Linked DNA regions of Mus musculus: regions 1, 3, 4, 5, 6 and 7 are each linked to region 2. The links are chromatin contacts, called in public HiChIP or PLAC-seq and promoter capture Hi-C maps. All regions are on one chromosome and are shown on one strand. The core of a region is the stretch at or near the end of the contact, and the rest is flanking DNA. Distances in the headings are between cores, read along the strand shown.

Region 1 (2,700 bases), core at 101-2,600, 800 kb after region 2:
GTGGTTGATGGATCAGACAGGTTATGTGTCCGGCTTTTTTTTGTTTTGTTTTGTTTTTGGTTTTTGGTTTTTCTGGACAGGGTTTCTCTGTGTAGCCCTGGCTGTCCTGGAACTCTGTAGACCAGGCTGGTCTCGAACTCAGAAATCTGCCTGCCTCCGCCTCCCTAGTGCTGGGATTAAAGGCGTGCGCCACCCCCGCCCCATGTGTCCGTTCTGAGTCTGACATATGAGGTTCAGTGCATCCTGGGTGTAACCACGAGCTTCAGGATGATGACTAATGCTGGTTTTAAGCTTTCACAATTTATCTTTGTGATCTGCTGAATATTGTTTATGTGTCTTTTGTTTTTGAAGGTGGATTTTAACTAGGAATTATAAAGCCCTCAGCAAAGGTTCCAAGGGCAGTACCTCAGGCTTTTTGAACATTATGATGGAGCTAAAGAAATGTTGTAACCATTGCTACCTCATTAAACCACCAGATAATAATGAATTCTATAATAAACAGGAGGCCTTACAAGTAAGACTTTTTAACTATTTCTATTGCTAAAGCAGAATTCTAAGAATATGTATTTCAGTTTTAGGATAAAAATAGTAGAGTAATATAATATATTCATGTCAAGTTCTCTTTGGTTAATGTTTCATTTAAGTGATGGTGTTATTATTTGTATTTATGAAAGCTTTTAAAATTATAATTTATAAACATAGTCTTTCAAACCAGTGAGTTGTTTCTATTTATCAGACAAAATCTATTAGTGTCTTAGAGATTGTGATATGGCTAAATCTGACTGTAAATAGTAGCCTAAAGGAGGGCTTTCCTTCATAGATGTTACCCCTCTGTTACTGTTGAGAGGCAGTTCAGACGTGAAGACACACTTGGAATTCAGTCACAGTAGTTCATTGAGGAGTGAGCATCCCTGAATTAGAAAAGAATATGTTTGCTTGCTCTGTGTTTGTTTAGTTGCTTTTTTTTTTTTTTTTAATGTATGTTTGTTTTGGCTAAATCTTAGAGAAGTAGTGTAAGAGCTGGCAAGTAGAATGATACAGCAGAAATAATAGTCTTGTTATGCCTGGTTAGGGCAGGTTTGATGTACGTAATAGAGGAAGATGGGAAAAGCTCTAGACAGTTTTGAAAGCCAAAGTAACTTTTCTCTTCAGCATTCTGAAAAGCTTAAACTCTAAACTGGATAGAGTAGAAACAACTGCAGTATTCCGTGGGGCTCTGGACTGTTTCCTGCTTTACCACGTTGTAATAGGTGTACTCTGCTGTTTCCTTAGCACTTAATCCGTAGTAGCGGAAAACTCATCCTTCTCGACAAGCTGTTGATTCGCCTAAGAGAAAGAGGCAACCGAGTGCTCATTTTCTCTCAGATGGTGCGGATGTTAGACATACTCGCAGAGTATTTGAAGTACCGCCAGTTCCCCTTTCAAGTAAGCATTTCTTGGTTTCTATTTTTCATTGTATTCTTGGGCTTATTTTATTGAGTCACTTTTTAGATTATTTTGCATATAAATTATATTTCTCTTAAACATACTGAGAGAATCATTTGTTACTTTTCTAAGTTTCATTTTTTTTCTCTAAATTTTATTTTAATTTTGTTTTTATGTTGTATATTGTTAAAAGCTGGACTAAAGTGGTATTTCTGTGCTAAGATGGGTCTGAAGGGCAAGCTTTGGGAAGTAAGATGACGTCTGAAAAGAGAAGCTGTCCTTGGACACATGCAGGCTGGTCGGGCTGTAATGCTCTGTGTGCTGTGGGAAGCCTTTTGTGTGGTTTGCCAAAAAAAAGTTGAGCAGGGCTCAGATAAGAACAGGCTGACATCCTGTCTACTTTCAATTCACAGTGAAGTTTGTTCAGTGGGATTAAAACCTACACCGATGAGTGTTTTAGTGTTAGGGTCAGGTCCTATTCTCAGTACATTATACCTCGTAGTGATTTCTTTGTCATTAATTTTGTGTTTATGCGTGTGAGGGTGTGTGCATGTGTGTTTGTGCTTTGGTGCTCTTGTGGGGGTCAGAGAACAGTTTTGTAGAGTCAGGCCTTCCACATTCATTCGGGCTCCAGGGCTTGGACTCAGGTTCCTAGGCTGGCTTTTTACTGTGTCGTCTTACTGGCCTCTTGGAATAGTACCGGGAGTACAGCTAACTCTCTGTGCACACGACTGGTACACGATGGATGTTTACTGTAGGCAGAGGAGTTAGACTGAGAGTTAGTGTACAGGGTCGCTCTGTTGAAGCTTGCTCACACTATGCTACATGTAGTTTGAAAGTAGGAGTACTATACCTTTATGTGTTGGTGATATTAGCACAATAAAAACACAGTAATAGTAATATACTGGGAACAGAATGCAGCGCTACTGTAGTTAAGAACCGTTAGCACACCCTCAGGTGGAGAGCTATACTTAAGTCATGTCACAGTAAATGATGCAGAGGTTTTATTAATTGCAATTTGTATTTTAATGGAAAAGAAACACAAATTAGATTTGGAAGAAAGCTTAGAGCACTGTTCTTAAACCACTGAAAATTATTTCCTTAAAATTTTTTCTTGGGACTGGACAGATAGAAAATGGAAGCAAATACTTCCTTTGTGTGGCTCACAGCAAGCTGACTCTCCACCTTCATGGGATCTTATACCCTCTTCTGGCTTCTGAGGGAATTTACATGCATATGTGCATATACACATATGAACAAAAATAAAATAAAGTG
Region 2 (2,700 bases), core at 191-2,690:
ATTGAACTCTGTCTTCCAAGGTGATGATGGTCTTAAGGCTCAGAGGGACAATGGGAGGTAATCTCGGTCTTGAATGTGGAACCTCCTTGATGCGATTGGTGTTCTTGTAAAATGAGACAAAGAACTTCTTGCCTTTCCACCCATTTATAAACCAGGAAAAGTCTCCAGACATGAAATCTAGTCTTAAGAACTGTGTGCATGCTTTCTCCTCCAGCCAAGCAAGATGCCTAAAGGAAAGACAGCCAAGGGAAGAAGGTGACCCTGAGCATCGCCGGTGTCAAGGACCAGGAGGCCAAAAAAGTGGTCAATCCTTAGTTTGAGAAAAGGCCCACGAATTTCGCCATTTGGGAAGGACATCCAGCCCAAAAGAGATCTTACACGCTTCATCAAATGGCCCCGCTACATCATGCTGCAGCGGCAAAGAGCCATCCTCTACAAGCGGCTCAAAGTCCCTCCTGCCATTAACCAGTTCACCCAGGCCCTGGACAGGCAAACAGCTTGCCCACAAGTACAGGCCAGAGACAACGCAAAAGAAGCAAAGGCTACTGGCCCCTGCTGAGAAGAAAGCTGCTGGCAAAGGCGACGTCCCAACTAAGAGACCACCTGTCCATTGAGCAGGAGTCAATATAGTCACCACCTTGGTGGAGAACAAGAAGGCTCAGCTGGTGGTGATTGCCCATGATGTAGACCCCATTGAGCTGGTGGTTTTCCTGCTTGTCCTGCCCAGGTTGGGGCGCCTGGTCCACAGGAAGAAATGCACCACTGTTGCCTTCACATAGGTTAACCCGGAAGACAAGGGTGCTCTGGCTAAGCTGGTGGAAGCTATTAGGATCAATTGTAATCACAGATATAACGAGATCCGTCGCCACTGAGGAGGCAACGTGCTGGGCCCTAAGTCTGTGGCTCGCGTTGCCAAGCTGGAAAAAGCAAAGGCTAAAGAACTCGCCACTAAACTTGATTAAATGTACACTAAGTTTTCTAATTACTAAATTACTTCCCAAAAAAATGTGGGGGGTGGGGTGATGGCAATTGTGGGCTTGGGGGGGGGGGAGGAATCATTTCTTACTAGTAGTTCTCATGTTGAAATTTATATTTCCCTTCTGTCATGGTTTAAGACAAATCCAAAAGTGTCCCTCCCGGTGCTGCCCGCACTCAGGGGCTTGTGCTGCAGGGCTTAGGGAGGCCACTCACGCGCGGCTCTGGGGGCGCGGGAGGAGAAGGCTGGACCGGGCGCGGCTCGGCCCTCCGCCATCCGGGAGCAGGCTTCCCAGTCATCCCCTCAAGGGAGCTTGTCGCAAGCTGCAATCCCTGGCAGCCTCACCGACCGTCCAGCCCACTTTCCCCGGAACTCACCGACCACGCCAGCCGCGTCGCTATGGTTACGGGGGAAAGCTGCTCTATTCTCGCGAGAGCCTGGCGTTACCTCACTTCCGGTCCCTTAGGCCGGAGTTGGTTCCCAAAAGCCCTCGCTTCCGGAGTACCACACTTCCGGGCGCGGCCTCTTTTCCGCCAGCTGGGGCGAGTTCCAGGCTGAGCCCGGGTGCTGCGGGTGCTGCGTGGCCTGCGGGGCGTGGCGGTGAGTTCGGGGTTGGCGACCTCGCTATTCTCCAGACACCTGCGCCCCCAGGGGCCTGTCCTAAGGTCCCTCTTACCGCTTCCCTCTTCCCACCCGCCTCCTCTGCTCCTCCCTCTCTGCTGTTCCCTACTCTTTATCCCTTCTCTCCTTCCCCTTCCCCACCGTCGGTTCCCGGGACCCAGGTGCACGAATCTTGGTCTGCGTGGACGAGCACCTCGGGTCACGCCTGTCACCCGTACCTTCCCAGCACAGCGACTGCAGATGAGGGAGTCCCCGAGTTGAGTGCCCCAGCGATGGCTACTCCCTGGAGGCGCGCCCTGTTGATGATCCTGGCGTCCCAGGTGGTGACCCTGGTAAAATGTTTGGAAGACGACGACGTCCCGGAGGAGTGGCTCCTTCTGCACGTGGTCCAGGGCCAAATAGGAGCCGGGAATTACAGCTACTTGCGGTTGAACCATGAGGGTAAAATTATTCTCAGGATGCAGAGCCTGAGAGGGGATGCGGACCTGTACGTGTCGGACAGCACTCCGCACCCGAGCTTCGACGACTATGAGCTGCAGTCTGTCACTTGCGGCCAGGATGTGGTCTCTATACCGGCACACTTCCAGCGACCGGTCGGGATAGGAATTTATGGACACCCCTCTCACCATGAGAGCGACTTTGAGATGAGGGTATACTATGACAGAACTGTGGATCAGTACCCATTCGGAGAGGCTGCCTATTTCACTGACCCAACAGGAGCCAGTCAGCAGCAGGCTTACGCTCCAGAAGAGGCAGCCCAAGAGGAGGAATCAGTTCTCTGGACGATATTGATTAGCATTTTGAAACTGGTGCTTGAAATTCTCTTCTGATCCCTTGAATATGCTGGAGCACAAACCCTTATTTTCACAGAGCGATTACAGTTTGCTGCGAACCTAGCTACTTGACCTGGTGAAACTCTGGTTACTTTTTTCTAGACTAGGATGGAAAAATAAAGCCATACAGTTTTGTTACCTCAGTTTACTCCCCAAGCAGGAAAAGCAGCAAGCACAATATTTTAGAGATTAAAATTCCTATAAAAAGGAGTCTGCTCAATAAAATGTTTAAATGCATTTTGGTTAGTCAGGTGAGTAAGAAGATTACAG
Region 3 (2,700 bases), core at 107-2,606, 690 kb after region 2:
GTAGGCAAGCGTCTATTTTCTGACCAAGATCTTACAGAACTGATGAGAGAATGAGGTCTTATGTACAAAGTGGGGCTGAGGGTTTAAAATAACATATGCTTCTCCATTGTGGTTAGAAATAACGGTCTGACATTGAAGATGGCTTAATAAATGGGTGTCAGATCATCCAAGCAGATCCCGATGTATCCAGAGAGACAGGAATGTGGGGGGTTAACTTCAAAGCATTTTAGGTTGTTTTCAGCTCCCGACTTCTTGTCCCAAGTAAATTCAGCATTTCTGAGACCCTCAGTGCAGTATTGGGGATGTCTAATCAATGTGTAAGATCATTGCTGTACAAACACGAGGACTTGAATTTGGATCACTGGCGCCCACATAAAAATCCATAGCAACATGCATCTATAAGCCTAGTATTAGGCTGTGGAGACAGAAAGATCCACAAAATTCACCGGTCAGGCGGGTTAGCTGAAATCTGTTAGCTCAGTGTTTAATGAGAACCACTTGAAAACTAAGGTAGATTGAGTGTGATGGTGATGCCTTTGATCCCAGTACTCAAGAGGTTCAGAGTGGTCAGGGCAATGTAGAGTCTCTTTCGCTCTCCTTCACCCTCCCCCTCTCCCTTTCCCTTAAAAAGAGTGAAGAGGAGCCTCAGCATGGTGGTGCCTACCTTTAATCCCAGTATTCCAGAAGCAGAGACAGGCAGACCTCTGAGTTTGCCCGCCAGCTTTATCTACATAGCAAATTCCAGGCCAGCCAAGCAGGTACATAATGAGACCCTGTCTCAAGTAACAAAACACAAACCAAAAAGGTAAAAACAAACAAACAAACACCCTAAAAACAACCAAAAACCAACGCCAAGGTGGAGAGCAAGAGAAACGTGAAGATTGTAGACAGTGACCATCGGTTTCTACCCATATACTCACACAAGAGCACACACACGGTGGTTTAGCCCCCTTCTCTACCCTGCATTATCCTCATACATTTTCGTTCCTTTAAATGTTTTACTTAAGGAATGTTCCTCTATACCCCCTCCCCCAAAATGTTCCATGTAACCTCTCCCAACGGCCCCATTGGTTCCCGTTTCATCTGGGAAAAAAAAAAATTTTTTTTTCACAAAGAAGAGAAACTCGCGCTGCAAGGGACCTTGATCCTTCCCCCTCAGGCCAGATACAATTCTTTACACAGTTCCTTTACTTTTTTCTTATTCCCCTTCTTTGATACTCTGTAGCTCCCTAACTGCTTCTGCTAGCTCATTTTAGTGCGCGGGGGTGGGGGGTGGGGTGGGGGGGCGGGGAGCGGGGGTGGGGTGGGGGGGGACAGGGCTTCTGGCTGTGAGAGTAGTCACGGTCACCCTGAATCAACACTATCCCCACCAGGCACTAATCAGTTCCGTCTCTCCTGCCTCTGCTCCTCCAACTCCCTCCACCTTCCTCCGTTTTACTCTGCAACCAAATCATCTGCTTACAGGTTTGTAACAGTTATTTTTCAAAAGTCTCTCTAGGAATGCAGGATGGCAGGATCCATCGCAACAGATGAAATTTAAACTCTCCTGCTAAATTACCAGAGGACCTCCTCTTCAACGAACCGAACCGGGAACTACGCCTGTCTGAAAACCACCCTCCTCACCTTAAGTGTCTTATGCGGATAATGAGGTAAAAGAGACAGTAAGAGAAACCTCTTGAAATACTCGGGCACCATCCTCAGAGAGCTTCAGGAAGTCTCTGGAGGTAGCTTTGCTAACATGCCAGTTTTAGTCACTATTGTTTTTCTCTCCTGGGAAGCAAAACTTTAATGAACAGTATTTAACCTGAACAGTCCCACAGTACCACAACCCTGGGGACTCTGATAGCACTTCCTGTCCCAGGCTCTTGGCCAAGGCTTACTCAACTGGCTCCCTCTCTGCAATGGACAGATTCTCCTGTAGGCAACACTCATTTGAGCTTCAGTCCCTTGACCTCAGTATTTTAAGTTCTATTAAAATTAAAATGAATAGTCATATGACATTTTAAGTTAGGCTTTGAGAATTGGCTGTCATTGAACTTTTTGAGAATAAATCAGATTAGTGAAAAAGAGTGAAGTTATGCTGCAAATTCTAGACCAGGTACTATCTTAAAGGCAGATTTTTCAAAAATTATATTTAATTGTTTTTATCTTTTATATGTGCAAGTGCACAGTGTATGTGTGTGTGTGTGCGTGTGTGTGTGTGTGTGTGTGTGTGTGTGTGAGTGTGTGTGTGTGTAGATGAGAAGGCAAGCTGTGGGAGTCAATTCTCTCCTGTATGTGTCTGGAGGGTAGAACTCAGTTGTCAAAATAATCTTACTCCCTTCATTTCCAACTACAGGTAATAAACCTTCATACACAGGTTTATTAGAGGGATTTCTTATACCTGTGTTTGATGAAAGACAAACTTAAATCTCTAAGTAAGGAATTGGATTATTTATTTATTTATTTATTTATTTATTTATTTGTATTTTTTGCTGCTAATCCCCTTTCAGGGGCCTGCTTCAATCTCTCTAGAATATACTGTCCACACATGTTTGCTTCACTGTGGCAAGTGAAAATCTGCTTATACTGCCTGTGTCTTCCAGATACATTTTTTTTCCTGCAAAAAGACACGAAAGAAGGAGAAACTTTCCACTCCTAATGAATATGAGGATCTTGATAAGTCTTGGTGAGCTCAGCCCTTCATTCATTGTAGCACTA
Region 4 (2,700 bases), core at 111-2,610, 620 kb after region 2:
AAAATAGAATTACTTTATGATTTAGATTTCTTTATGTACATATAAAGAGTGAAAATAAGATCTTGAAGAGACATTTGCACAACCATGGTCATATTTACATGATTAATAATAAGCACGCAGGCTACAGACTAGGTAAGGTGCTTATCCTAGCTACTTTGGGTTTGATATTTCTTGTTCATGCCCAGATTTGTATATATTTCATATTTATTATATTTATAAATAGCATATAGTTTTCACATATTTTAAAATGTACAGGAATAGATTCTTACTATTAATTTTGCATTGCATCTTGTTTGTTTGCTGACCCTTGATTCTGAAACACCCAGTTTTCAGAAGTTGGTTCTGAGACATTATGGAACCTAAATCTGGCTTGGTTTCCGATGGGTACTTCTAAATTCTCCTGCCCCCTCACCTCACTTCTAAACTCTCCTAGCCTCTCCTCACCTTGTTGCTTAGGTGTCCACTCTTCATCAGAATCCTCACTGTCATTTATTTGGGGTTTCATTGCTTGCCTTTGGTAACACATGAAAGCTGGTCTAGGGGCTCTGAGACCTGAAAAGCAGCAAAATATTCCTCTTAAAAAGGCCCTAGAGGATGGAACAAATGTATCACAAGGCCAGGTAGGCTCTGGGTGTGGAGATGAGATCTCTACAGGGCCAGTGCTAACATTTAGTCCTGGACACACAGACACACACACACACACACACGTTTCCTCTAAACTTGTCTCCATTGGGAACTGTACCACTGTAGATACCTGGGAAGACCCTAACATAACATGGGAACATGGGAACTGAGATTTTATTTTTTTAATCTAGACTGGTTCAACCGAAGACTTCTTGTTACCTATTGAAATCAGCATTTTATAGTTCCTTTTCACATTTCTATAGCGAATTTTCTCCCACTCTCCCATCTCTGCCCATTCTTCTTTGGAGAAGTATATGGAAATGTCTTTGAATTCATCTTTGACCTGGGGGAAAAAAAATAAAAACAAAAAACGGAACATGCTGGGCCGGGCTTGGGACCCTGGAATGTGGTCTCAGTGACCAAGGTTATCCTCCCATTCCCAGAACCTTCTTTAAGCAAACACTGGATGTTCATGCTGACAGAGCAGTTGCTAATGAGCCTTTCCTCTCTCACATATCGGGACCCACCTTCTTGTCATAGGAAAAATCAATATGGTATTGGTACTCAAGGCTGTTTGCCTCTGCCCACCCCATGATCCTCCTGACTCAAGGATAACTTCGTACTACCTTGGGTTTCCACTCGAATTTCCCTGTATCTTCTTCAGGACTATTTTCTTCCAGCTTGTTGGTGTTCATGGTGCAGGACATTTCACTGGAGAGGTCCAGGGTCCTATGGTCCTATGGATGAAGAGGTAACTAAGGGCCTTAGGCGATCAGAGATGCCCACCAGCACATGGGAAGGAGCTAGGGGCTGGGAATCCATGCAGCCAACACAGGCAGCTTCTTCGGACTCCGAGGTCTAGTACTCTGGTGCAGGAGCAAGGATTCTGGACTGAGCCCTAAACCTAGGCACCGACCCTCCGTCCGGGTCAGGACCTGCGACAGCAAGGAAGGAAGATTCCTCCCGCCAACCGGTGTCCCCCCCCACCCCATTCCCACTTGCTCTTCATCTGGACCAAGGAGTCAGCCAGGGTCTGAAAGATGTTTTCAGGTAAATGGATTCGGGAATCCCGAGTACAAGGGATTGAAGTCCCTCTGGTGAAAATGTAGGAACGCTCTGGCTGAGATTTTAACTTTGGGGACCTCGGGCTGAGGAGTGGGGTGCATCAGATTGAAGGAATTGGGTTCGTAGGCTAGAGGAGTCTTTCAGGCTGTGAAATAAGGTTTGGAGACTCGCAGTCTGACGAGATTTGACGATTATGTCACGAAGAGTTGGGATTTGTCACGTCGGAGGTATTTAGGGTCCTGCGGGACGAGAGCATTTAGGATCTCTGGAAGCCAATCTGGAGTGACAGACAGGTCCTCGAGACCGAGGGCGTCTGGGGTCTTTGGGGCTTAGGAGAGTCTCTACGCTGAGAGTCCAGGTTTCCTGTCTGGAAACTTAGTCTCTCTGAGGCGAGCTACCCAGGTTCCTCAGGCAGAGGCTGGGTTGGTTCCGCACAAGTGCATTTGGGACCTCACTCAGCCAAAGGGCGTTTGGAGTTCCCGAGAAGCTGAGGTGACCGGGTGTGTGCGTGTGAGCGCGCGCGCGCGTGTCACGCTGAGGGGGTCCGAATCTAATTTAGGGGATATGGGGTCTCACGGGCTGAGCCTAGAAAGCCTCGCTGGTCCTGAAGGTTTCGCCTGCACTCATGGTCCAGAATCCCGCGGCTCTGAGGCCACCGCCGGCGTTCGTCCCTCTGAGGAGTTCCGAGGCTGACTGACAGGAGAATCCGCCAATTGACAGACAGCTGGCTGAGGGGCGGGAACAAGAAAAGCGGAGGGCGGAGCTCTGCCTGTCAGTCAGGGTGCAATTCCTGCCCGTGGCTTTCTCCAGGCTGCCCCTCCCCTCGCTGGGATTGCCAGGCCCCTGCACGAATCAGGTAGTGGCCAGCGCGCAGGCGCACACTTGTTCTCTGTGCGGCGTCCGTTCCTTCAGACTCCTCTTTTTCAATGTGGCAGGCTGTGTTACCTGACCTGTGTCCTGTCTACTAAAGGTCTTAAAACCATGGAGCAGAGCTTTAAGTGCTTAGGTCTG
Region 5 (2,700 bases), core at 47-2,546, 540 kb before region 2:
GCAATATGCTGGCTTGAAGCCCAGAAGTTTGAAGGAATCTGGGAAGCTAAATTCTTCCTGGCCGGTGGCCATGTGAGATCAGGCAGTTCACTTGAATGTCTGAGAGAGAGAGAGAGAGAGAGAGAGAGAGAGAGAGAGAGAGAGAGAGAGACAGAGACAGAGACAGAGACAGACAGAGACAGAGACAGAGACAGAGAGAAGAGAGCGCCTTAGAGGAGGCGGACCATGGGGAACAGCCTCCCTCTTCATGATCAGCGGCTCCTGGGGCCCAGGGAGGCCTGAGAAGAGGAACACACTTGCTTTGGGTGGATCTATAGGTTGAAACTGAGTCTGAGACTTATCTACTGGGTTTTGACTTATCTACTTTGGAATTCTGCAACTCAAAAAAAGTTGGCTTTTTGGTTTTTGTTTGTTTGTTTGTTTGTTTACTTGTTTTTGAGACATGGCTTCTGTGTGTAGCCCTGGCTGTCCTGGAACTCACTCTGCAGACCAGGCTGGCCTTGAGCTCAGGGAGCCACTGCCTCTGCCTCCCGAGTGCTGGGACTTATTTATCGTTGATCCCTGCTATGCACATGTGAGGCTTATCTTCTTATCCAGGTTCAAGTGTACAGCTGGGGCCTTGATCCCACCAACAAGGCTCACCCTACAGATGCTCTCCTGTGTACACTGTAGACACAGTGAGACTTGGTTTTTTTTTTTTTTGTCATGGTAGGAATAACGGTGCCTGTGTGCCCACTTCCTCACAGTACAGGGTGATGGAGCTGTCCAGGTGGTACTTCAGTACTTAAACTCAGCTCTGGGTGTTCACAATCTCTCACTCTTATTTCTAAAAGAAACTTTATTTTAAAGTTTTTTTTTTTTGTTTTTCTAAAAACACTTGTTCCCATGCCGTCCTGACAGCGAGCTCCTGGCTGTCTCCTGTATGAAGCCTCCTTAGCATAAAGCCACCCTTCATCTTGTGCTTTCTTTGCTAAGGAAGGCATAAGGGGAGAAGGAACACTGAGGGGGAAGTGTCACATTTGCACAAGCTAAGGCAAAAGAAGTCAACTAAATTTCAACCTCCTGTCATGTACTATAGAAGTGACTGACTTGCCTTCTGAGTGTCTGACCCACAATAGTGCCTGCGAGCCCAGTCGCTGGGGGCTGTTGGCATCTGCTTGCTGTGTTTGCACTCTCACAGAGGAAAGTCCATCTAAACAGTGGAGTCCGCTGAGTCCAAAGTGATGGCATAGGTTCTTCACCTCAGGTGAGAGGTGGACGTCCTTCCGGCACAGTGTCAAGGTTTGACTCACAGCCTGACTTATCTGTATCTCAGAATGTACAGCTTTAAAAGAATTCCAAAGAAAACTGTCTAGTTATAACTGAAAAAAAATTTGATATCACCTCATCTATTTACGTGTCTCTTGCATACACAGTAGACAAATTATCACATTAAGGTAGAGAGCCTGGCACTTTAGATGCCTTTGGTGGATGCTGTTATTTCTTGACCTGAGCCCAGGTCTCAGGTCAGTGACCTTGAACTCAAGGCCTTGGGTGATTGAATAACCACAGTGCACACATTGCTGTGGTGTTCCTTGTTCTGAACACACAGGCTTATATTTGAAGGTGGCCGTATCAGGTAGTGCATCAGGGTAGGCACAGGTGTGAGGGTGGGGAAGGGGGGAGCCAGAGTCAGGGGGCACAGCAGCTTCCGCCTTCTGTCTGACATGCTTGCTCATCCTCTAGGCTGTCAGAGCCAGACCCCAGCCACACCCTGGAGGAGAGGGTTGTACATTGGTACTTCAAGCTGCTTGATAAGAACTCTAGTGGAGACATTGGCAAGAAGGAGATCAAACCCTTTAAGAGGTTCCTGCGAAAGAAATCCAAGCCCAAAAAGTGTGTGAAGAAGTTTGTGGAGTACTGCGACATGAACAATGACAAGTCCATCACCGTGCAGGAGCTCATGGGCTGCTTGGGTGTCACCAGAGAGGAGGGTAAAGCCAACACCAGGAAGCGCCACAGTAAGCCTTACTTACGTCACTACTCTGCACTTTAATCATGTTGGGGTTTTGTGTCGAAGGGGTTGCTTCCTGGATTTGACAGGATGCCTTACGGTCTGGTGTATAGGAGATACACGGTATGCCATTGGTTGTTGTCAACCACGTAGAAGTGACCACGGGTGGTCAGCATCTTGTCACCTGGCCAGGAGAGCAGCAAGTCTCAGGAACATAAGCTGAGTACAGCTCTAACCCCCAACCTGTTCCTGTTCTAATCACAATGGCTATCCGTTCAAACGTGACTTCCCTCCTGATTGTAGAACCATTGGCGGTAACTGGCCAGCACAGTTCATAGGCTCTACTGGAACATTCAGGCCAAGTCAAGGGCAGTGAAATAATCACCTCTAGGAGATCAGTTGTCCCAGTGGGCTTAGCTGGCTTAACACTTGGATTCTCTGTGGGGCTGGCCTAAGTCACCAGATGTAGCAGGAGTAGAGAGGGTTCCAGGATAGATAGATAGAGTCTGAGGTTCTCACATTTGATTCTATGATTTGGTGACTGGCTTCATCAACATGTTGGAGAGCATGTGTGGAACATGAGTGCAATTCTCCCTTTGTACCTCTGAGCCGTGTTGTTGTGGTCAGGACAGCATTAACGGTAATTGGCTGAAGGGACTTTAGATAGCGATCTTCAAAATAAAAAGCCATCTTCCCATAAATTAGCA
Region 6 (2,700 bases), core at 102-2,601, 740 kb before region 2:
CTAAAGACAGGCACCTGTTATAATGCCTTGGTCCCGTGGGTGCAACAGTGTACAGAGTCCAGTCCTCACCGGCCATGTCTCTCTCTGGGCAGCAGTTGGGTGTCTCAGACTGGAGGAGACTGTCAGCTGGATTCCGCCCTCAGCCAGATCTCTTACACTCAGGGAAGATTCCAGGTGTCCTGGGGAGTAGTGACTCAGACACTGGACTTCCTGATTCTTTAGACACAAACCCAACACTATTCTGAACTAAAGTTGATTGGAACACAGCAGTTTCACCCTGAACTTTACCAAGAGGCTACTTTCAACAGGACAGATCCAAATTTCACCGTGAAAAAAAAATCCCACTTAAAGAGTTGTGGACGCAACGCTATCACACTCTTTCGAGTGCGCACTATTTTGTTCTTTTAAAAATACTGCAGTACTGAGGGGAAGGAACCTTGAGCTGTTTCTAGAAATGGGTAGCAATTCTACTCCCGAGGGGCCCCAAGTGGTCTACAGAGGGGGACTCGATGGGCGCGGGTAGATGAGAAAGCGCCACTAATCCCCTCTCCCACGTTCCGCATACCGGAGGACACTCGTCTTATTTTTTTTTTTTTTTTAATGGGATCAGGTGACGTGCAATCTTGGAGACGATCCTCAGCGGGCAAGACTCCTCAATGACCCAAGCAAACCCAGTACAGTGCCCTGTGGCTCAAGTTCACGCAGTGTAGCCACGCAGTGTAGCCGGATGACCTGCTCCCGGGATGAGGTCAGTATGTGCGCAGACTCCTGCCAGGCGGAATGGAGCCCACGCTCCCCACCACAACAGCCTGTGTCTAGCCAGACTTGCGCGCCGCCGCACCAAGGTTGTGTCCGCCGCAGAGGCGGTGCGCAGTCAACCCCGGGTCCCGCGCGCGGCTCTCCAGCTCGCACCCCGCGGCGCGCTCCCCACGCAGCCGCGCATCTGCTCTTTCCGCTCGCACATTCCACGCAACTGCGCCCCGATCGCGCCCCAGCAGGTCCCTTCGGCCGCTCGCGCCCAACTTGCTCCTTACCAGCTGCTCCCGTAGCGCGGTCAGCGCCGCCTCCAGACGCAGCTCCTGGCCGCGGGGCCCTGGCGCAGGGTGCAGGCCCAGAGCTCCCCGCACGCGTGCTTGCTGCGTGGCTCGCAGCCCCTGAAGCTCCTGCAGCCCGGCCAGTGCGGCTCGTAGTCGCGCGCCCACCCTGCGGCGGTCCCAACCCGCGGGCCCCTGGCCGCTCGGTGCCCACATCTCCCGGACGCTCAACCGCCGCGCCGCGCGTCCCCGTCGCGTCTCCCCGCCCCCGGCTGCAGGTCGCTTAGGTGGGTTGGGACCTATCGCTGGCCGCGGAGGGCGGTGTTTGCGACGCCCGAGGTCACAGCGGCCGCCCCCTGCCCGCCCCGTCGACCGGCCGCGCCCTCGCCCAACCCCTGCGCCCCTGGGACCTATGAGCTCATCGGGGAAGGCCAAAAGCCCCTCCGCAGAGGGACAGAGAGGAGCTTAAGCATAGGCAAAGGTTTTGTTTAGGTTTTTAAATTTAAAAAAATTACAAAAGAAAAAAATTTACATTGCAAGACGCACGTTCCTATTTGTAAGCTGATTAAAATGGAAAATCCTATACCAGGTTCGCCAATGTACATGGAAAACCTGCGCTCGCTTCTCAGTACCGAGTCCAGCTTCACACACATGCTACGCACCTTTAAGGAAGCTTCTAGAAAGTTCCTGAGGTGTGCAGCTCTCACCATGGTGGTCACTTCAGCAACACTGTCTGGATCCCAGAAGCAAGCCGCACACTCTCAGTCGCCCCCACCTCCTTTACTCACTCCATGCTCAGAGCCCCCCAGCGGCCTCCTGTGGACACTGTCTTGAGTGGAATCCTGTTATCCGGGTCTTTTGCTGTTAGACTTCCGGGCGCGCCCATTTTGCAGCACTTTACTGGCCGAGTAGAGTATCTATAGTCTTCATGTTCCTCCAGTGATAAGTTAGGAAGAAGCTGTCATCCACTTCTGCACACAGGCAGGATGAAAATGCTTTTCTCTTCCTTGAGTGTCTACCGAAGGCAGGAATTGTTGAATCGCGGGTGGTTACTGAAGAGACCACTTTCCCGTGTTCTTACCATTTCCTCCCAAGCAGGGGTGGGAAGGTGCCTCCATCCAGAGCACCCAGGCCTGTGGAGTGTAGCTTGCAGTGATTCCTCGGGCAGGAGGAAGTTAAGTATCTTTTCCCTGTAGAATCGGTCATTCAGGTTCGCTACTTGCTTTAAGTTGGCTATCTCCTTAGTAACGAAGACCAGAGTCTCCTTTAAACTCTTTCCTTATTTGCAATTTCTTTCTTAGATACAGGATTCTCACAATGTTTTCTCCAGTCTACAGGTTTCTATTCATTTTACTTCCCTATTTTTGTTTTGTTTGGTTCTAAGACCGGGTCTTACTACAACAGAACTACTCCGTAGACCAGGCTGGTCTCCAAGGAACTCCAGCCTTCTGTGTGTACCTAGATCACAGCTTCGCAGCACTGAGCTTGGTTAAAGTTTTTACTCTTTATCTTTACCTCCTTGCACCAGTTTTCCCCGCTTTTTACTGCTTTCTGTGTGACGACTGAGAAGTCGCTGCCTGATTCGAAGCTACAGACTTCTAAGCTTTTGTAGTTTAAAGCTGATACTCTGAAGTCCTTCATCCTCTCAGGCTGAGCTCTGTCCTTG
Region 7 (2,700 bases), core at 24-2,523, 580 kb after region 2:
TAGCAGAAGATGGCCTAGTCGGCCATTACTGGGAAGAGAGGCCCCTTGGTCTTGCAAACTTTATATGCCCCAGTACAGGGGAACACCAGGGCCAAGAATCAGGAGTGGGTGGGTAAGGGAGCAGGGCTGGGGGGGGGGGGGGGGGTATAGGGAACTTTCGGGATAGCATTTGAAATGTATATAAAGAAAATATCTAATAAAAAAATAAAGCTGGTTGTGTTTTAGATTAGCGAAGTGTTCATGTTACCAGTTCCTAAAACTTTTAAAGTATGTTTTCTAATTTCAAGTTTAACCAGAAACTGGAGTACCTCAGTTGACAGAGACGGTAAGGCTAAGTTGTCTTACCTGACTGTGTACAAGCCTGCTTGTGTCCCAGCCGCCAGTCTAATGTCTGATGCTCCTTGCTGCAGTAATGTGCCTGTTTGCACCTAGAGCATGTCATAGGGGCCAAGCAACCACAAACCCGACAGAGATGGGCTCCAGACTTGAGCTGGAGGCACACACATTCCGTACCCAAAGCTTCTGTTTCAGAAGGGGGCTCATAGGAGTAGAATGCGTTGTTCCTTGGTAGCTGATTACGAAAAACTGAAATGAAGAGGAGAAAGGGGTACGTGAGATTATCTTTCCGTGAAACAAAATAATTGAAACATTTGAACCGTTTTCGGTGCTTCACCTCATAAAACCTCATTTAAGGAAAACCTAAGGTTTTTGCTTTCGGGGTGGGGGGGCGGTTTTTATATGAAAGGGAATAAAAATAAAAGCTAAAGAGCTTTTAAACCCGGGAAGAGTTCCGTCTGACAAGAGAAATTGGCTTTAAGGAGTCCGTGCCCAGGATGAAAGGGACACGATTCTAAGACAATTCCGGTACCTGAATACAACCACTCGCGCCAACCGATCGTCCTACGTCCAGGGTTCAGCCCCCGTGGCAACCCTCGCCCGGGTCCTGTCCCGGCGGCCGCTCACCTCGCAGGCCGGCGCAGCACGGCGGCTCGCGACAGCAGAAGAGAAAGAGGCTGCGGTGGAAGGCGTCGTCCCGGCCCGGCAGCGGTGCGTACACCTGCAGCAGGAAGGCGAGCGGGCGGCCGCAGCGCGCACACGCCAGCGCCCCGGGCCCCGGCAGCTCCGCCAAGCCCAACCACGCGGGCCGCCCGCCCACTTTGCTGGGAAACTGCTCGCTGCGCAGCCTCCAGGCCGGTGCCTCCTCGGCGAAGCCCAACTCCACAGGACCAGGGGCGGCTGCAGCCATGCTCGCAGCAGGACTCTGCCACCAGGCCGGAAGAGGGCGGTCACGTGTTAGGCCGGAAGGCGGGAGGCGGGGTCAGATCTCGAGCTGGGACCGGACTGGAGGTAACCCTATAGGCAGGAAGCAAAAGTGAATAAAGGACGCTGGTGAGCAAGACTACCTCCATCGAACTGTCACTGTTTCTGGGGATCCGAAGGCCGGAAGCTCTTCAGACCTCTGAGATTAGGGTGTCGGTTGTAGATCCTCAGGTTGGAGTGAGGGAAGTGGGGGCATTCTCAGCACTCGGGGACAAAAGACAAACTTTAATTAGTTCGCAGCTGTAGCCTTTCGCTATTGGGTAAGAGACTCAGCCCGGATCAGAAACATTTCATGGTTTATGCCGTTAGATATTGTCATAATCTTTGTGATTATCTTAGAGTGGTCTTTTAAAATCTCTGCTTCAAAAGAGGTTTTTCCCGGAGCTGAGCAAGTTTTACAGAAGCTGAATTTTCAGATTTTTATTATGACAGTTTCTCTAGCAAATGGAACTTGCTAAGTGGATATTGGTGGTGGTCACTTCTTAAGGGAGAACAAATGCGTGCTTCCTTTGGAAGAGAAAGGGGCAAGTAGGCTTCCCAAAGCAGAAGTTAGCAGTTTAGGTTATTCTGTTATCTCAGAACAGAGAGTTTCTTATTCTCTTATCTTAGTTTTATGAAACTGAATACATCCTAAGTAATGTCGCCAATCATAATTAATGTTGAAGTTTGCTATTTTTATCTTCTCTTTCAAAGGGAGGCTCTGTTCTCCTGTGGAAGAATTGAGGTTGGGGGCGAACCCACACAGACCCTTGAAACCTGTCCTCATGCAGTTAAAGGATGTTCAAAACTGGGGTGGAGGAGAAAGATGACCGGATACAGTTGAGGAGGAGCACTCGAAACAAACGTAAATCATAGCGCTCTGCTTCACACAGTTGGGTGCTCCCATACTCGCTGCCCTGTGTGTTGGATTTAGACAGGAAGCAAGATGTAAAGACAAAACAACAGTGGGTTTTTTGGCTAGTGTAAACAAGAATTCCTGGAAAGGAGCTGTCTACAAAGTCTGGTTAACTAATAAAACTTTTTGACTTTGAAGAGTTTAGAATCTTTAGAAATGGTACTATTTCTCTTGGGTTGTCTTTAGCCCCTTAAAGATACCTTAGTGGCCGCTTTTGTGTCAGACCTAACACCTTGATAAACAGATAAAGACTATTGGACTGTATTAACAAAATGCTATTCTCCACCAATCAAAAGGCTAACAATGCTATCAGATGGTGTCTCAGGTCTGTACTGAGATTCCTCTGTAACTACTTAATGTTTCCACAAATGCATTCATTGTTAAAATACCTTGATTTCAAATTTCCTTTTTGTTCTGTTACTATAAAAACTCCATGAAAGTGCTTCCACACTGGAACATATAGTACTTGGGAAGACATGAATATA

Evidence for each region. Promoter capture Hi-C pulls out the DNA fragments that hold promoters and counts their contacts. HiChIP or PLAC-seq counts read pairs in DNA pulled down with a chosen protein or histone mark. Capture Hi-C pulls out chosen DNA fragments and counts their contacts.
Region 1: an H3K4me3 HiChIP or PLAC-seq map of bone marrow-derived macrophages shows a contact between it and region 2, with 4 times the contacts expected there. The contact joins the enhancer-like site here to the promoter of 1600012H06Rik in region 2. A contact is called at or near these places in 8 of 39 promoter capture datasets (the C10 cell line, hematopoietic stem and progenitor cells, hippocampal neurons and 3 more), 1 of 484 Hi-C or Micro-C datasets (B cells), 2 of 115 datasets of contacts at active chromatin or transcription factors (bone marrow-derived macrophages and memory CD8 T cells) and 2 of 9 other capture datasets (adipose tissue and liver).
Region 3: a promoter capture Hi-C map of liver shows a contact between it and region 2, with 4 times the contacts expected there. The contact joins the promoter of 4933401D09Rik here to the promoter of 1600012H06Rik in region 2. A contact is called at or near these places in 3 of 39 promoter capture datasets (liver and pre-B cells).
Region 4: a contact with region 2 is called in a promoter capture Hi-C map of liver, with 3 times the contacts expected there. The contact joins the promoter of Prdm9 here to the promoter of 1600012H06Rik in region 2. A contact is called at or near these places in 7 of 39 promoter capture datasets (the C10 cell line, fetal liver, liver and 2 more), 3 of 115 datasets of contacts at active chromatin or transcription factors (astrocytes, memory CD8 T cells and pancreatic cancer cells) and 2 of 9 other capture datasets (adipose tissue and liver).
Region 5: a contact with region 2 is called in a promoter capture Hi-C map of adipose tissue. The contact joins the promoter of 4930474M22Rik here to the promoter of 1600012H06Rik in region 2. A contact is called at or near these places in 8 of 39 promoter capture datasets (the 3T3-L1 cell line, 3T3-L1-derived adipocytes, cranial neural crest and 4 more), 1 of 115 datasets of contacts at active chromatin or transcription factors (bone marrow-derived macrophages) and 1 of 9 other capture datasets (adipose tissue).
Region 6: a promoter capture Hi-C map of embryonic stem cells shows a contact between it and region 2, with 5 times the contacts expected there. The contact joins the promoter of Dact2 here to the promoter of 1600012H06Rik in region 2. A contact is called at or near these places in 8 of 39 promoter capture datasets (the 3T3-L1 cell line, cranial neural crest, embryonic stem cells and 4 more), 1 of 484 Hi-C or Micro-C datasets (embryonic stem cells), 12 of 115 datasets of contacts at active chromatin or transcription factors (astrocytes, bone marrow-derived macrophages, embryonic stem cells and 4 more) and 3 of 9 other capture datasets (adipose tissue, embryonic stem cells and pancreatic islet).
Region 7: a contact with region 2 is called in a promoter capture Hi-C map of liver. The contact joins the promoter of Pdcd2 here to the promoter of 1600012H06Rik in region 2. A contact is called at or near these places in 11 of 39 promoter capture datasets (the 3T3-L1 cell line, the C10 cell line, the HPC-7 cell line and 7 more), 7 of 115 datasets of contacts at active chromatin or transcription factors (astrocytes, bone marrow-derived macrophages, effector CD8 T cells and 4 more) and 4 of 9 other capture datasets (adipose tissue, liver, macrophages and 1 more).

Annotation. Positions count from the first base shown.
Region 1 is chr17:15,741,806-15,744,505 of GRCm38.p6, forward strand. It overlaps Chd1 (chromodomain helicase DNA binding protein 1), which reads left to right. Exons shown (of 36, transcript NM_007690.3): 16 at 352-514; 17 at 1,273-1,425. Among named protein-coding and RNA genes, the nearest start is that of 5830433I10Rik, 38 kb to the left of the region's middle. Within about 2 kb of position 1,351, at least 62 of the 459 cell types and tissues checked have an H3K27ac peak or open chromatin away from gene starts, as enhancers often do. A contact at or near this core is called in bone marrow-derived macrophages and memory CD8 T cells, where this site is marked.
Region 2 is chr17:14,941,744-14,944,443 of GRCm38.p6, forward strand. It overlaps 1600012H06Rik (RIKEN cDNA 1600012H06 gene), which reads left to right and starts at 1,441. Exons shown (of 2, transcript NM_026451.2): 1 at 1,441-1,576; 2 at 1,824-2,700. The coding sequence starts at 1,870. The coding sequence ends at 2,427. Wdr27 (WD repeat domain 27) reads right to left here and starts at 1,381. Exons shown (of 25, transcript NM_175173.3): 1 at 1,354-1,381.
Region 3 is chr17:15,630,432-15,633,131 of GRCm38.p6, forward strand. It overlaps 4933401D09Rik (RIKEN cDNA 4933401D09 gene), which reads left to right and starts at 1,357. Exons shown (of 4, transcript NR_045431.1): 1 at 1,357-1,464; 2 at 2,586-2,668.
Region 4 is chr17:15,561,971-15,564,670 of GRCm38.p6, forward strand. Prdm9 (PR domain containing 9) reads right to left here and starts at 1,361. Exons shown (of 10, transcript NM_144809.3): 1 at 1,251-1,361; 2 at 844-967; 3 at 445-552. The coding sequence starts at 1,319.
Region 5 is chr17:14,397,646-14,400,345 of GRCm38.p6, forward strand. It overlaps 4930474M22Rik (RIKEN cDNA 4930474M22 gene), which reads right to left and starts at 1,297. Exons shown (of 3, transcript NR_027986.1): 1 at 1,094-1,297. Smoc2 (SPARC related modular calcium binding 2) reads left to right here. Exons shown (of 13, transcript NM_022315.2): 11 at 1,726-2,000.
Region 6 is chr17:14,202,480-14,205,179 of GRCm38.p6, forward strand. Dact2 (dishevelled-binding antagonist of beta-catenin 2) reads right to left here and starts at 1,352. Exons shown (of 4, transcript NM_172826.3): 1 at 1,035-1,352. The coding sequence starts at 1,250. Gm34510 (a long non-coding RNA gene) reads left to right here and starts at 1,228. Exons shown (of 3, transcript XR_001782252.2): 1 at 1,228-1,321.
Region 7 is chr17:15,526,028-15,528,727 of GRCm38.p6, forward strand. It overlaps Pdcd2 (programmed cell death 2), which reads right to left and starts at 1,274. Exons shown (of 6, transcript NM_008799.2): 1 at 964-1,274; 2 at 346-585. The coding sequence starts at 1,246.